Regions from separate parts of the Mus musculus genome. Here region 2 is linked to region 1. A link is a contact called in public Hi-C data. All regions are on one chromosome and are shown on one strand. Each heading gives the region's core, a stretch centred on a gene start, on an enhancer-like site or on the middle of the called end of the contact. The rest is flanking DNA. Distances are from core to core; before and after follow the strand shown.

Evidence for each region. Hi-C and Micro-C count contacts between places; a contact is called where the count stands out from the background.
Region 2: a contact with region 1 is called in a Hi-C map of liver, with 4 times the contacts expected there. The contact joins two enhancer-like sites. A contact is called at or near these places in 3 of 484 Hi-C or Micro-C datasets (all in liver), 3 of 115 datasets of contacts at active chromatin or transcription factors (embryonic stem cells, large pre-B cells and liver) and 1 of 9 other capture datasets (embryonic stem cells).

What each region holds. Positions count from the first base shown.
Region 1 is chr1:172,646,515-172,653,040 of GRCm38.p6, reverse strand. It overlaps Gm35601 (a long non-coding RNA gene), which reads right to left. Exons shown (of 5, transcript XR_001779542.2): 3 at 2,093-6,526; 4 at 1,468-1,615. Among named protein-coding and RNA genes, the nearest start is that of Gm35601, 17 kb to the right of the region's middle. Within about 2 kb of position 1,885, at least 11 of the 459 cell types and tissues checked have an H3K27ac peak or open chromatin away from gene starts, as enhancers often do. A contact at or near this core is called in liver, where this site is marked.
Region 2 is chr1:172,784,407-172,791,318 of GRCm38.p6, reverse strand. No RefSeq gene overlaps it. Among named protein-coding and RNA genes, the nearest start is that of Gm24817, 56 kb to the left of the region's middle. Within about 2 kb of position 5,253, at least 3 of the 459 cell types and tissues checked have an H3K27ac peak or open chromatin away from gene starts, as enhancers often do. A contact at or near this core is called in liver, where this site is marked.

The DNA.
Region 1 (6,526 bases), core at 636-3,135:
CAATTAAAAATATATACTTATTAATCAAGACCTCTGAGGTCTCTGTTTAGAGGCGATAACTGAATCATCTCTCTTATCTCCCTTTTTAATCAAATATAGTTCTAGGAATAAATACAGACGATTTGAATTTTAATGAATTCTAAGACTGATACTTGACGGTGTAAAAAAAAATCAGAGGTTTTGGTTTTCTAGGACAAGGGAGAAATTATTGCAGAGGTTACACTGGACAGTGGGAAAATCATGAACTCAATCTCATTTGGCTAATCCCTCTCCACCCCTGGCCCCCACCTCTCCACACAACAACAATACAGATTTTGCAAAGTTCCGGTGAAAATTACAGAGCCTGCCTATGGAGTGTCTGCGGCAGGGTTTCACAGGTGCTTGGTGAATCGTAGCAAATGTTATTATTAGCTCGCTTATCTATGACGTGCCCCATCATCTTCCACTGTAAACACGTTGCTTCCTCGTCAAGAGAACAGAACGCAAGGCTGGAAAAGCACCCAGGTAGAGTGGCCAAAATTCCATTCTGAGGGCAGAAAAATGGGCAGCAATACGAGCCTTATCTCCAGGCTGCTCTCTGAATCTTTGAACAACAACAAACCTCTGCACCTTTGCTTTCTCACCCGAAAGTCGGCGGTGTTGAACATAATTCTAGATACAAAGGTCTCCGGTGCTCGCATTACCTTGCTGGGCAAAGAGAGGGCTGAGAAAGGCTGTCCTGGGCTGCGGACTGCCTATTCCTAGATGACCAGGCTTTACCTCCTGTGCCATCTCACGTTCTCCCTCACACCCCCAATCCGGACTCTGATCTCTGGACTCTGCCCCAATGGCACAGACTTAGATCACGAAGGCCAGATCTAAACACACCACAGACACCCACTCCCCTGAGATATGGGATAACATGCTAACGTTATCTTAAGCCTCAGTTTTCTCCTCTGTAAAAGAGTAATAATCACCTCGTGGGGTTTCTATGAAGATGAAATGATATTTATATTGGAAATGATTTATGAGCTATCTGGCACTGTGCAATGTTAATACCGCAACTGTGATTATTGCTGATTAATGCCATTCAAAGCCTATGGGTAGCAGCCCAAGAAGTTGGATTCTGAGTTGGAGACTTCAGGGTCATCAATTTCAGCTCCTGCCCCTTGTGGATTTTCGGAGGTCGGTGGAATCAGGCCGAATGACATTGAACTTTGCTGTAATCGGGTATTGATTCTGGTTTTCCTAACACAGAACAGAGGTTTGTTTAAACTTTTACTTAAAGGCAAGTGACAGGAACTGGTTTTAATGGTCCGGAAAAGTTTTCACCCCATTAGCAATACCCTGCCCACATGACCTCAGGTTTTCCTGTTTCAAGAGGCAATTGCAGAATTTCTGGAGAGCTACCGTATACTAATGGTAACAAATCCATCAGTTGCTGGAAAGAACTGGCACACCTCTACTCTAAAGTGTGGTTGGGCTTACCATTCCACAGGACAGCAGCTTTCTGTGGTCGTAAAGAAGCGGTAGGAAAGGCTGCCCAACAAGACACTGAGTGTGCCAGCGAGCTCCTTAGATGTTTCCTGCACAGTGCTGGTGCAGTGCTGTGGAACATCTTCCAGAGCTTTCTCCTCTGTGCCAAAGGTGAAAAGCTATGCATTAATAAAAGGTCTTGAGCAGTTCCTTTAGAACATACTCCGAGGTGTTAAGTTCCCTGAGCAGTCAGCCTTAGGAAAGCTTTCATCTCTCTCTCTCTCTCTCTCTCTCTCTCTCTCTCTCTCTCTCTCTCTCTCTCTCTCTCTCTCTCTCTCTCTCTCTCTCTCTCTCTCCCTGTCTGCCTCTTGCTCACTCCCCTCCTCCCTCTGACCTTCCCATCAACACCTGCAGATCACATGCCCCTAGACAGACAAGCCTGGACCCATAAACAGAAGAGTAAGCAACTCCTCATATGGTGTAACTGGAGACATATCCCAATCCCCACTGCCCAAAATATCTTCCCCGCCAAATGCCATGGTGCCGAAAATTCCCAGTATTAAATTCACTGCGACTAAGAACTCCTCCCTTCACCTTATCTTCTTTCCAACTGTCTACACCATGTTAGCTTACTTACCCTCTGTGCTTAGCCATGAGCCACTGACGTATCATCCAAAGCCTACAGGATTCCCCCAGCAGTAAGTGATCTCTCATTGCCAAGGGAAAAAGAAATCGCAAAGCTTAACTTGAACCTGTTTTATGATATACATTGCCCTTTGTTTAAACACTCCTACTATTGCACCACTAATAACCTGAAAGGTCCATCCCTCAGCTGGACCTTATTAGTCTCTCTGCTTCCATCCCATCCTCAAATGACTAGGCTCAGAGCTGCCCCCTACTGGAGAATCACACTGAGAGGCGCCGGCATGAACTTTACCAGGCCTGAGATCTTGCTGCTCTCACTACCTCTGTTCACCTGGAGAGTCACTTTGAAGATCTCCTCTTATGGAAAAGGCCACTGGAGAGTCTCCCAGCTCCATAGCTAGCTCACTCGATGACCTCACACCACATACTGGCTTAATAAAGACCCACACACACATGACTGGTCTTCATCCTCCAGTGTGGATTAACACTTACCCACTGAGGTGAGGCTTCTGTTTTAAAGAATGCCAAAGGGAGAATAAGATAAGAAAGAGGAACCACGCAGATGAGGTGTTTTGTTTTGTTTTGTTTTGTTTTTTGTTTTTTTTGGTTTTTTTTCATCTTATTTTCTTACAAAACTGGCTGATTCATTCGGCCCTGGGCTTGCAAACAGCTACACAGAAAAGGTATTAACACAAAAGAACACTGAGTGGTAGGTAGCTCACGTCTGTAATGTCAGCATTAAGGAGATTAGGAAAGGACACCAGAAGCAGGACTTCCAGACTAACTTAGGAAAGATGGCAAGACCATCACAAAAATAAAAATTGTAATTCAGTTTTTAAAACAATGTGAGGTGATCAGCACTTCCTGATATCCAAGGTAAGTTGATGTGATGCACTTGACCTTCGAAGCTATCCACGGAACCTAGGGGTGGTAGCCCAGGCCTAGAAAGCCAACACTCGGGAGGCTGGAGTAGAATTGCTTCAAGTTCAGGGCCAGTCAGGACTGTATAGTGAGTACTAGGACTGCCAAGACTACATAGCAAGACCTTTTCTCAAAAAATAAAAACCACAGACCAAACGATGATGAGCATTCCTGGGCGTCACAGGTCCGTCTCCTGCACAGTTCTTTCACACAGGATCACTCTGGCTGTTGCTTTACAACGGTGTTGCTCAAAACGGTGGCACAAAGTAATAGCAAGTATTTTATATCACCTCACTGGAGATTAACCGGGCTCAGCTAAGCAGTTCTCTCTCTCGGAGTCTGTTGGGAAGCTACAATCAGATAGTGGCTATGCCTAAAATAACTTGAAGCCTGACTTGAGAAAGCTAAAACATCTAGAGGCTGCAAGTTAGTCTTCCTACCCCGGTACCACTGAGTGATCTCTCTAAATAACTGCGTAGCCTTGATAGCCTCAGAAAAGCCAGGATTCTCATAAGGGCGCTTAGCTTGGGCGGAGAGGGGGAGGAGAGGCATGTGCCAGGGAAGCTTCCTCGTTCTTTCTGAGTTAACCTCCCAAGCCATACTGTCACCTCTGTCACATGTGTTACTTGCTAGAAACAAAACAGCCAGGACCAACTTCTGTTGAAGGGAAGTAGAATTATTCTTCAGACACTCTGTGGAGGAATGTCTAAGAGTGTGAGAACACGTTTTAAAGCTCTCATAAATGAGAAAGTAAGCATTTGCAAATCGATAAATGCTATTCTTGACAGCAATGGTAGCACGTGGCTACGACGCTCATGCGATGAAGGTCAAAGCAGCATAGAAAACCAGCCTGGGTTACACAGTGAGACCCTGTGTCGATAAAAGTAAAACCTAAAAATTTAAATTTCAAAACAATATGTGATTCTTTTGAAAATCAAATGAAGGGATATTCTAACATAATCTTCTAGGGATAAAACATAAAATATCTAGAGTTATGCTGTCAAATATGGTATCTACTGGCATAGATATTTAAACTTAAATTAGATTTAATTAATTGTAATTTGGCATTAGGTTAATTAAAGTTAACTAGCTACAATAATTAACTGAAACAAATTTAAATTAATTTTAAGATGTCTTAATAAAAAAGTTCTAAAACCCATTCTGTTTCAACAGCCAATTTCCGCTGCTTTGTAGATGCACACACTTGGTGCTACCATGTTGGGCACCACAAATAAGAAACATCTCTCTGCGTCACCAAAAAAAAGTTCTCCTGGACAATGCAGATTTACAGTGAAGGAACCAAGAATGCATCCTTCAGCTGTCAATCCAAATTGCTTTCCCGCTCTAACTAAGCTTCAGTAGGTACTAGGCAGGAGAAATATCTAACTTTAAAGACTGAACAAGAATAATTCATGTTGTTGATGAGGGATAGTCCACACTTCTTAAGACCCAACCAAGCAAGTAGTAGGTTTCCCTCCCTTAAGAGGAATGGAGTCTCCTAGACAAACACCCCAAACAGCTGGCCAGCCCTCTTTCATGTGGAGGCTTTCTGTCTAGGGTTTGCCTTCAGCCAGCTTCCTAAAAGCTATTTCCTCTAAAGAGTGAAGAAAAGATAAAGTCAAAGATGCGTAGATCGTTCTTTCACTCCTTCACTTGACCAACATTTACTGAACAGGGATGTATGCTGTGTGGTTTGTGGCTAAATAAAAATGTGAAATAGATTTCACTGATTCCTCAGGTTATTCCCCAAAATAGACATATGTCAATAATACACACACACCCCAAAAATCTACTTTAGAGATCCTACATTAGAGGGGGATAAAAAGATTGCAAAATGTACTGAGACATAGCTGAAAAAATTAGCTCACCAGATATAATTACTAGATATTAGCCAATTAAATCATAAATGCTAACTGCTAAAAAATGATGATTTCGAATTTAGAAATTTTGAATTTGAGCCATTCTATTTTCCAGTAAGATAAAAGGTCCATTTCTGGTTAGTGACAATAAAATTATATCACCAGCAGAGAGAATAGTTATTTTTATACTTCTTATAATAGGGGTGCACGCAGCTAGATCATGTCCAAGTTGTTTTAAATCATTAAGATAACAAATTTCAAAGGAACTGGAAGAAGCAGAGTCAGAACACAGTTCAGATTTTCAAAGACCAGACGGATAACTAGAATTGTTATCTGATCTATTGCCGGACCATTCCCAGAAACTTGTGTGGCCTAAGCTCAAATGGTATAGAAGAATAGTAATCTTGCATCCAGCTGTAATGAACGTTGCACTTCATCACCACCCCACAGCTGCTCCACCATTCTTACATCAGTCCGTGCCTCTAGAAGCTGGCTTGTATGAGATGCATCTGCAGGTTCCCTTGCCCTCTCCCTTCTGGAGGAGTTCTGCCAAGGGGAAGCCCCAGCAGGAGATTTGGAGGATGGGAAAATAGAAGGTTGGAGTATCTGTCCCTCCAGCTCCCTCCCTGCCAGGCCTCCATGGGTTGGCTGCATTCCTTAACTAAAGGCTATAGCTCGTGTCGGGCAATGTTCTTAATATAGTTATGCTCTCTGATTTCCACTAATCCCCTACTCCCTTTGATCATTCAGGCCTGCGAGGTACAGTGTCTCCCTGCTATTAAAAGCCCTTGAAGGTTTTCCTCCATCCTGTCTGTGCCTTTGTACATTGTTCTTCTAAACTATTCAGTTTGTGTCAGAAACTGATTTCTGACAAACCCCGATGCTACACCAGTTCATTAGTAGTTTTATGCATGAAGATCAAAAATAACAAATTAAATTTATATGCAACCTTAGAGCTCCTAAAATACTTCTTAACACAGCATAAAGAACATGGTCACTGGCATAATATTGTACCTAAATCCAATGTGTTTCACCTAAAATTTATTAAACCCAGAAAAATCTGTGCTATTATTTATGAAAGGCATTTCAATGCAAAGCCCACCAAAACAATGGTACTGTGGTTGGATAGAGTAACAGAATCCCCTTTAAAAAGCAAGAGTTTGGGGTCATCATGGACTATGCAGCAACCATTTAAAAATTTAAAGCAAGAGGAAATAGGGTTTAGTAGATAAAATTAATAATATATTTTAAGACTACAGCCCAAATTGGAACAGAATACAAGCAATTCTGGTAGAGTCCTCAGAGGTACTTTGTTACCAACAGCATCCTATGAAGAAATAACACTTGCACTCAACAACAGAGACCACCTAGCCCAAAGATAAATTCAGTTATTCCTAGAATAAAAGGCTCTGAGACTGCCTTGCTCCCCACCACTGTACCACTGTAATGAATGAAATCCTTGAAGTCAGACAGACTCACTTCCAGGTGTCTGAGTCAAAATCACTCATAAAGTAAGAGAAATAGTATTTCCAGTGTGGAGTTGTTGTGAGGATTGGGTATAAAAATACACTTTCATTAAAAGCACTAACTAAATAAAACTCAAAACAAACCTAAGAGGGACTCTGACAGAGGAATAGAATTCAGTT
Region 2 (6,912 bases), core at 4,004-6,503, 130 kb before region 1:
GGATGGGATCAGGGGATTGCAAAGGGAAAGCCGGGAAAGGGGGATAACATTTGAAATGTAAATAAATAAAATATCCAATTTTTTAAAAAAAAGAACACAGAGGATTTGATAACATGACAGGAACACAAGTTATTACATTTATAGCATTTTATACCACACAGAGAATATATATTTTCTAAAATATTCATCAAATTTACTAAATGGTCCCTGTGAAGCTCTTGGTGTTTTACGACAATGCTACTTAGCTATGGTCTTTGGACCAGCGCTGGTCAATAAACTTTGCATACTTGCACGAGGGAGGAAGAACATACCAGAACACAAATCAATTATCTCACTCCACTGGTCTATGAAGTATGTGAAAAGCAAAGATGGTAAGAAGACATAGTATAGTTTAAATGTGTTTCAAGTATGATTAAAAATAAATAAATTTAATGTTATATTATAAAACTTAAGAGAGTTAGAAAATATGAAATAAAAGGTAAGCCAGTAAAATGACACAGAGGTTAATTCAATTAACAGAAAGAAAAGGAATGAGTTTGAATAAAACTTTGAATTTGTTCTCTAAAATTGCCAACACTATAAACAAGGCCAAGGGAAAGGAGCAAACAGAACCGTTGTCAAGGCGAAGAAGGCTCTAGACAAACAAGAAATCTGAGACCAAGGATCCAAAGCTCTGAGCTCAGACTGTGACAGTATAGTTTTCAGATAGTGGAAAAATTCAGAACTGTAGGCTGGGATTTGCTGCTGATGACATCAGGTAACTCAGAGTGGAGAAAGACAAATGAGACACCCCTGGGTTTACTTCAACTATGAAGTAGAAATATGACTACTTCATGACTATGGTAAATGACTCTCAGAGCCAGAACTCACTAAGCTGAGACCACTGAAAATCACTTTGAAAAGCCTATCTTTGCAAGCTGAAAAATCAGAACACCTGTTACGTTCGTAACTTGTCCTCATTTCTTACATGGAAACTGCTATATTGATGAAAAGTGGGTTATTGACCCATACAATGTGGGCAGTCTAGGAGGCCAAGAATTGGAGGATAGTGAGTCTCTACACACCATAAAACAATTCCCATTCCATATGTCTTGCTGCTTCCTGCTGCATCTTTGAAGTTATAAAACAAGCTCTGCTGTGCCTGGCCTTTCATTATTACTCTACAGTATCCAGAATTGGTAGCCAAGAAGGGGATGAGGAGAATCAGACTAAAGAAGATGTGCCAACTGGGAAGGATTGTGGACATCTCCTGATATCAATGGATGCATTCATCAGCAATAGTGCATTAAAGTAAAAAAACTAATTGTTAAAATATATACTGAGTTTGGGAAATCCTCTGGATTGGTTTGAATAGCACTAAAGTACAGAGATTCCAAGCTAATCATAGGAGATAACCTTCAGAAACTGCAGAAGGTAGTATTACTGGATATATAATATATAATAATATACTATATGCAAACAAATAATTATATGCTATATGGCACCTATATAATATAAAATAAAATTCTCAGATACATTCATGCATACATCAACAAGGAAATAACAATATTGAAAAATAAATAGCCTGAGATAGGGATATGGTTTTTTTTTCTGTGGTACAGCCAATTTAGTCAATATCTAAAATCAAAGTTGCAATGGGAAGAATCCTGGATATGGATTTACACGGTAACAGAACAGGATCACTTGAAGTAAATTGGGCCTAAATGTTAAAGTTTCCAAGGCTCTTTCGGTAATGCTTCTGTATAAAATTGATCTTTCTCTGTCTTATCAAATAAATGCAGTAAGAATCCTAGAATTTTAAATTCTTTAAAAAAAACACAAAAAATATTATAAGAATATATTTTTCTTTTAATCCCAGGTGTGAGATTATGGGACTGCTTCAGACTGTCCCCAGCAGCTGACTATGATTTGTCTTGTGTTCTAGCAGAGGCATGGCTTTGCAAGCTGTAAATAGTTTCTGTGACCATTTGATGTTTGGAATTCTGGGGATTTTTCAGAGGATAGACAAATTCCAGGGCTGCAAAGGTGAGGTTGGAGATTGGTGGTTGTTCAGGGACCGTTGTTTGTAGTTTGCTAGTAGCCATAGTCAAATAAGAAACAAAAGAAATTAGATTCAGGGAATCTCTATTTCTCTCTTCTTCCTTCTATCCTTCTTTCTCACCTATCCAGTGATAAGAGGTGAAGTCAGGGGGATAAAGGGTGGGAAAAGAAGAACTCACAAAGTAGCAAAGGCCAGCTACACATGAAGTCTCACTAGAATCTCAACTGATACGTATAATCCATAATTCGAAGGTGGAAAAAAAATAAGCTCATAGACAACTTCCTCATCCCAATACATTTAAGTACTGTGTATATGAGATTATCTCTCTTGATTCTCAGACCTAGGCTTATGAGGCTAAGGGAAATTTCCTATGACTGGGAAATGACTCATGAAGAATGGCTTCTGTGCCAAGCAAAACTCAGTAAGTTCTACTCTGCCCGCTACAGTAAAGTGAAGCCCAAGTTGCATTCTGGGTAAGGAGGAACACATTATCAAGACCATCAAAGATTTGAAATCTATAAGTGTGATAATACCAATTAATTTCTCCCATTGCACTTTTTTTATAATATGATGTATAAACTCCATGGCTTTGTATAAGCTGGGCAGGCGCACTACTACTGGGCTATATCCTTACCTGCTAATTTATTTTTTTAATAATGTTTTATTGATTCTTTGAGATTTTAATACAATACATTTGTGATCTTATTCATTCCCTCCCCCAACTCTCCCCAGATCCTCGATACACCTCACCCTCTCTCCCCTCCCACCTTTACCCCCTTCCCTCCTCTCAAATGCCAACAGTTCCTCAGAGTGGGACTTTATAGGCACCTCTGCTCCTCCAAGCTATCCATCTACCGATTTCTATTTAATAAATTATCTTCCGTTATTATGCAAAAAAAAAACATGAAAGCAATTTGTCATTCATTCTTGCCTTGAACGGTACAATAACTTTTACAATGATACCTTTTGACATCTTTGAACTTACAGTAGCCTTACTCCATACCAGGGTACTGAACTGGTGGTTTTACATTGATAGGTCCTGGAAATAAGAAGTGCTAAATGTTCTCTGAGTTCAATAAGGCCTATATGGTAAGTTCCATACAATGAAGAAGACCTGTGAATCCAGAATTAGCATTCAGAAAGAGCCCAAAGTTGAACCATATCTATGCCAGACATAAGTTCCCATAGAAATCCTCGCATTTCCAGCAGCATCCTGAGCAGGCAGGAGCATTTGGTTACTGCCAGTTACTCTTCACTCACCCAAGGCTAGACAAACTAATCAGCTGAAGCCATAACGACCAGGTGGAGAGTGTGCATGGGCTCATCCCACCAACCTCTACTTGCCAATCCTAATTCAATCGATTGAATGCTGAATTCATCATTCACCGGCAGAAAATTCTCTGTCATCAATGAAGCAGAATTTTTTCCCTCAAGAACAAACGTATCAAGGATCAATACTTCTCTCTCTGTTTATCCTCTATATGCCAATATCACCACACTGTTTTGCATAATGGTGCCTCTGCCAAAGGAACACAATTCACAACAAAACAAAGTGGAAACTGGTACCTATGAGAAGTCATTTTCTAGGGGTTTTTTCCCTTTTTATTTTATTAAGTTTTTGCTATTAAAAGACACACACAAACACAAAGAGCACCTTTTGGCTCTTCATCTTTTTAAAATTTTTATAATAAAATATACTAAATAAATTGCTACAAAGTTAAAACTTTAATCATTGTATTATTAAATATTATATTTTAATTCATTTTATAATATGTTTAATAATTCACAATGTAAAAATACTTTTCCCATATTAAGCAAATTATATGCTATTTACTTTAAGGTAAATATGAATATTTAAGCATACTATAAAAATTGATATAATATCACATTTGTTTGGAATCCAAATATAGCTCTCTGTAAATAACACATTGTTCAATAACATCCTGACAATGATTCTCTCTTAATTTGAATAATGTTTAATATGCTACATAAGGGGTTTAATTAACTGAATGCCACTTAAAAATTTAGTAAGATATCTTGAGGTGAAGTTGCTAAATTATTGCCATTAACTTATACTTCAACAGCAGGCTTCATTATGGTGCTTGTATTTATCAATAGTCCACCATAGGTGCAAATTAAATAGCATCCACTGTGAATAAAATTATTTTAAAAATACACAATGATCAAGCTATAAACCAGACTCTCTGAGCACATTCATCTGATTGCCATTAGCCAGAGTGTTCGTTGAATATATACTCAAAGAAGACAGAACTGTCCTGTTTCCAAATGAAAAACTAGAGCATGTTAAATAATTTATTAGCTGCTTAAGTAAATGCTGTTACTATTTTTAAACACACAAACTTATTTGAATGCAGCTGTGAGCCACTAGATGGAAGAGGCTGGTATGCACCACCACAAGTTTCAGCCTTGGGGTCAGCTCTGAAACACAGGTTGGACATCTATCTTACCAAGTTTCAAACTCTTAGCAAGAAGCTGGGGGTGTGGCTTCATTGGCAGAGGGCTTCCTCAGCTTACATGAAGCCCCTAGGATTGATCCCAACCCCACATAACTGGGTGTGATGGCAAAGACCCAAGGCAGAAGGATCATGAGAGCGGGGCCATCTTTGGCTATATAGGGAGTTCAAAGCCAACCTAAAATACATAAGACCTTGTCCAAGAAAAGAAGAAAGGAGGGAGGGAAGGCTAGAGGGAGGAGGGAGGGAAAAGGGAGGGAGGGAAGAAAGAAGAAAAGAACAAATGAATGAAGGAATGAAAAAACAAACAGGAAGGAAGGGAGGGAGGGAGGGAGGGAGGGAGGGAGGGAGGGAGGGAGGGAGGGAGAGAGGGAGGGAGAGAGGGATAGAGGGATCTCTTATTGAGGGCCAAATGAATGTTCTCACTCATCTAAAAACCCTGAAACTGTTGCTTTAACACAGACATCTCTGCTTATTAACAATAATTTTGAGTAATTCTAAACTGGCTTTGAGGCAGCTTTTAAAATGCAGAGAACATTAGTTCAAAATTAAGTAAATAACTCAGTCTAGATAAAAGAAAAACAAGTGATCACATGATATAGGATTTTTTAGTACATATGACACAAATACAAACACCAAAAAAGCAGCAAAAGATTTTGCTGGCATGGTACAAAGGTCAGTCACTAGGCCACTGTGTGATCACCACGTTACTAAGAAAAGAACCAAAGAAAGGAGGTGTGGCCTTTCAGCTCATGTGACTGACAGACTTTACTAGCAAACAAGGCTGCTGCTTGCAAGTGGTAACTGAACACATTAGTGAGTTTCTGAGACTAGGGGGGATGGTCTATCCATGTCCCACTCTCTGTCTCCAAACTCTCCTAGTGAAAATGTGAGCAATGCTGGAATGCATTGAACCCTAAACACGGAAGAACGTACTAGATTGAAACCACATTTATCTTAAAGCTACCACAACATTGGCTGCCTGAAAAATTCCTATTTTTAACTGTTAATATAAGACAACCCAAATCCTTAGAATTCAGTAATGCTAGTTGCTTAGATATCTCAATGATCAGGATAAGTCAACTAGGGAAGGAAAGTCACAATCATATCAAGGAATAAAACAAGAATATAGAATCACCAAAGTCACAGGAAAGTCAAAGTTTAAGAAGGTCTGTGACCAGAAATAAGTGGTGACTGTGGCTTCCTTCTCCTCCTCTTTACTTACCACTCAGATATAGTTATCAGCCCCTCCTCTTCAGCATACTAAAGAAGGGTTGCATTCTTCATTCCTTATCTTCCTGTCCCCACTAGCCATTTTATACACCATGTGATAAGTATACAGCACACGATAAGTTTTGCTGTACTTACATCGTATCCACTGGTGGAAGAAATGTGAGATTAACCATAGCAAACCAGAGAAATATAGTTAACAACCCAAAGAGCCTAAATTCAGGTAAATAAATAAATCCCACTTTGGTTTGTTTCCAACCCCTACATGCAATAGAGATACCTACCTATATTATAAAGACCTCAGACCATGTTATAACTTGGGCACTAAGTGTCCTCAAATGTCATGTGATAAAGATTTGACCCTTGAAGTGGATCTGATAGGAAGCACCATAGACTTTTAAGAAGGAGGAAATCCTTGCATCTCTGGGAATATGCTGTGGAGAGGGACTGTTGCACCTGAGCCTCTTTCTTTTCTCTCTTTCCTGCCTGGTGAGATGGGAAATTTAGCTCTGCCATATGCTGCTAACCACAGTGTGTCTCCTAACCATGGTGCTCCTAACCACGGTGTGTCTCCTTCACCCTATGCTCAGAGCAGTAGGGGGATCACTCAATTATGGACTGGAAGATCCAAAACAGTAATCAGAAATAATCGTTTCTCCTTTAATTCTCTATGGTATTTTGTTGCATTAATAGGGAGTAGACTGATTCAAAGGCTTAGAGGTAGCTAGAACTTAACCTGGAGCACATGAGTAGCAGGAATTGAAGGTTCTGAGTCACATTAGTGACAGGGACATGGAGAGAAAGCACCGAGACTCAGCGACTAAGGACTGGAGCAACACCACACCACTAATCAACAAATGAGCCACCCAATTCTCTGAGATACTTCAGCATCCTTTTTTCTTAATTCCTATGTTTTCAGAATCATTTATATTTTACATGAGCTTGCAGGATTGTTGCTAATATAATAACTGGTACAAAAATAATAAAATTCCAATTCAATTTTCAACACGAGTTTTTTATGAAATGTTACCAGCTAAATCGAGAATGCATCTGGAATTTAAATGCATGAGAGCAATCAAGAAAACGTAAAAAGGGGTGAAATAATGATCGGAAAAGAGTTCTGACAAATATCAAAGAGCACTATAAAGCTCCCATAAAGTTTGATAT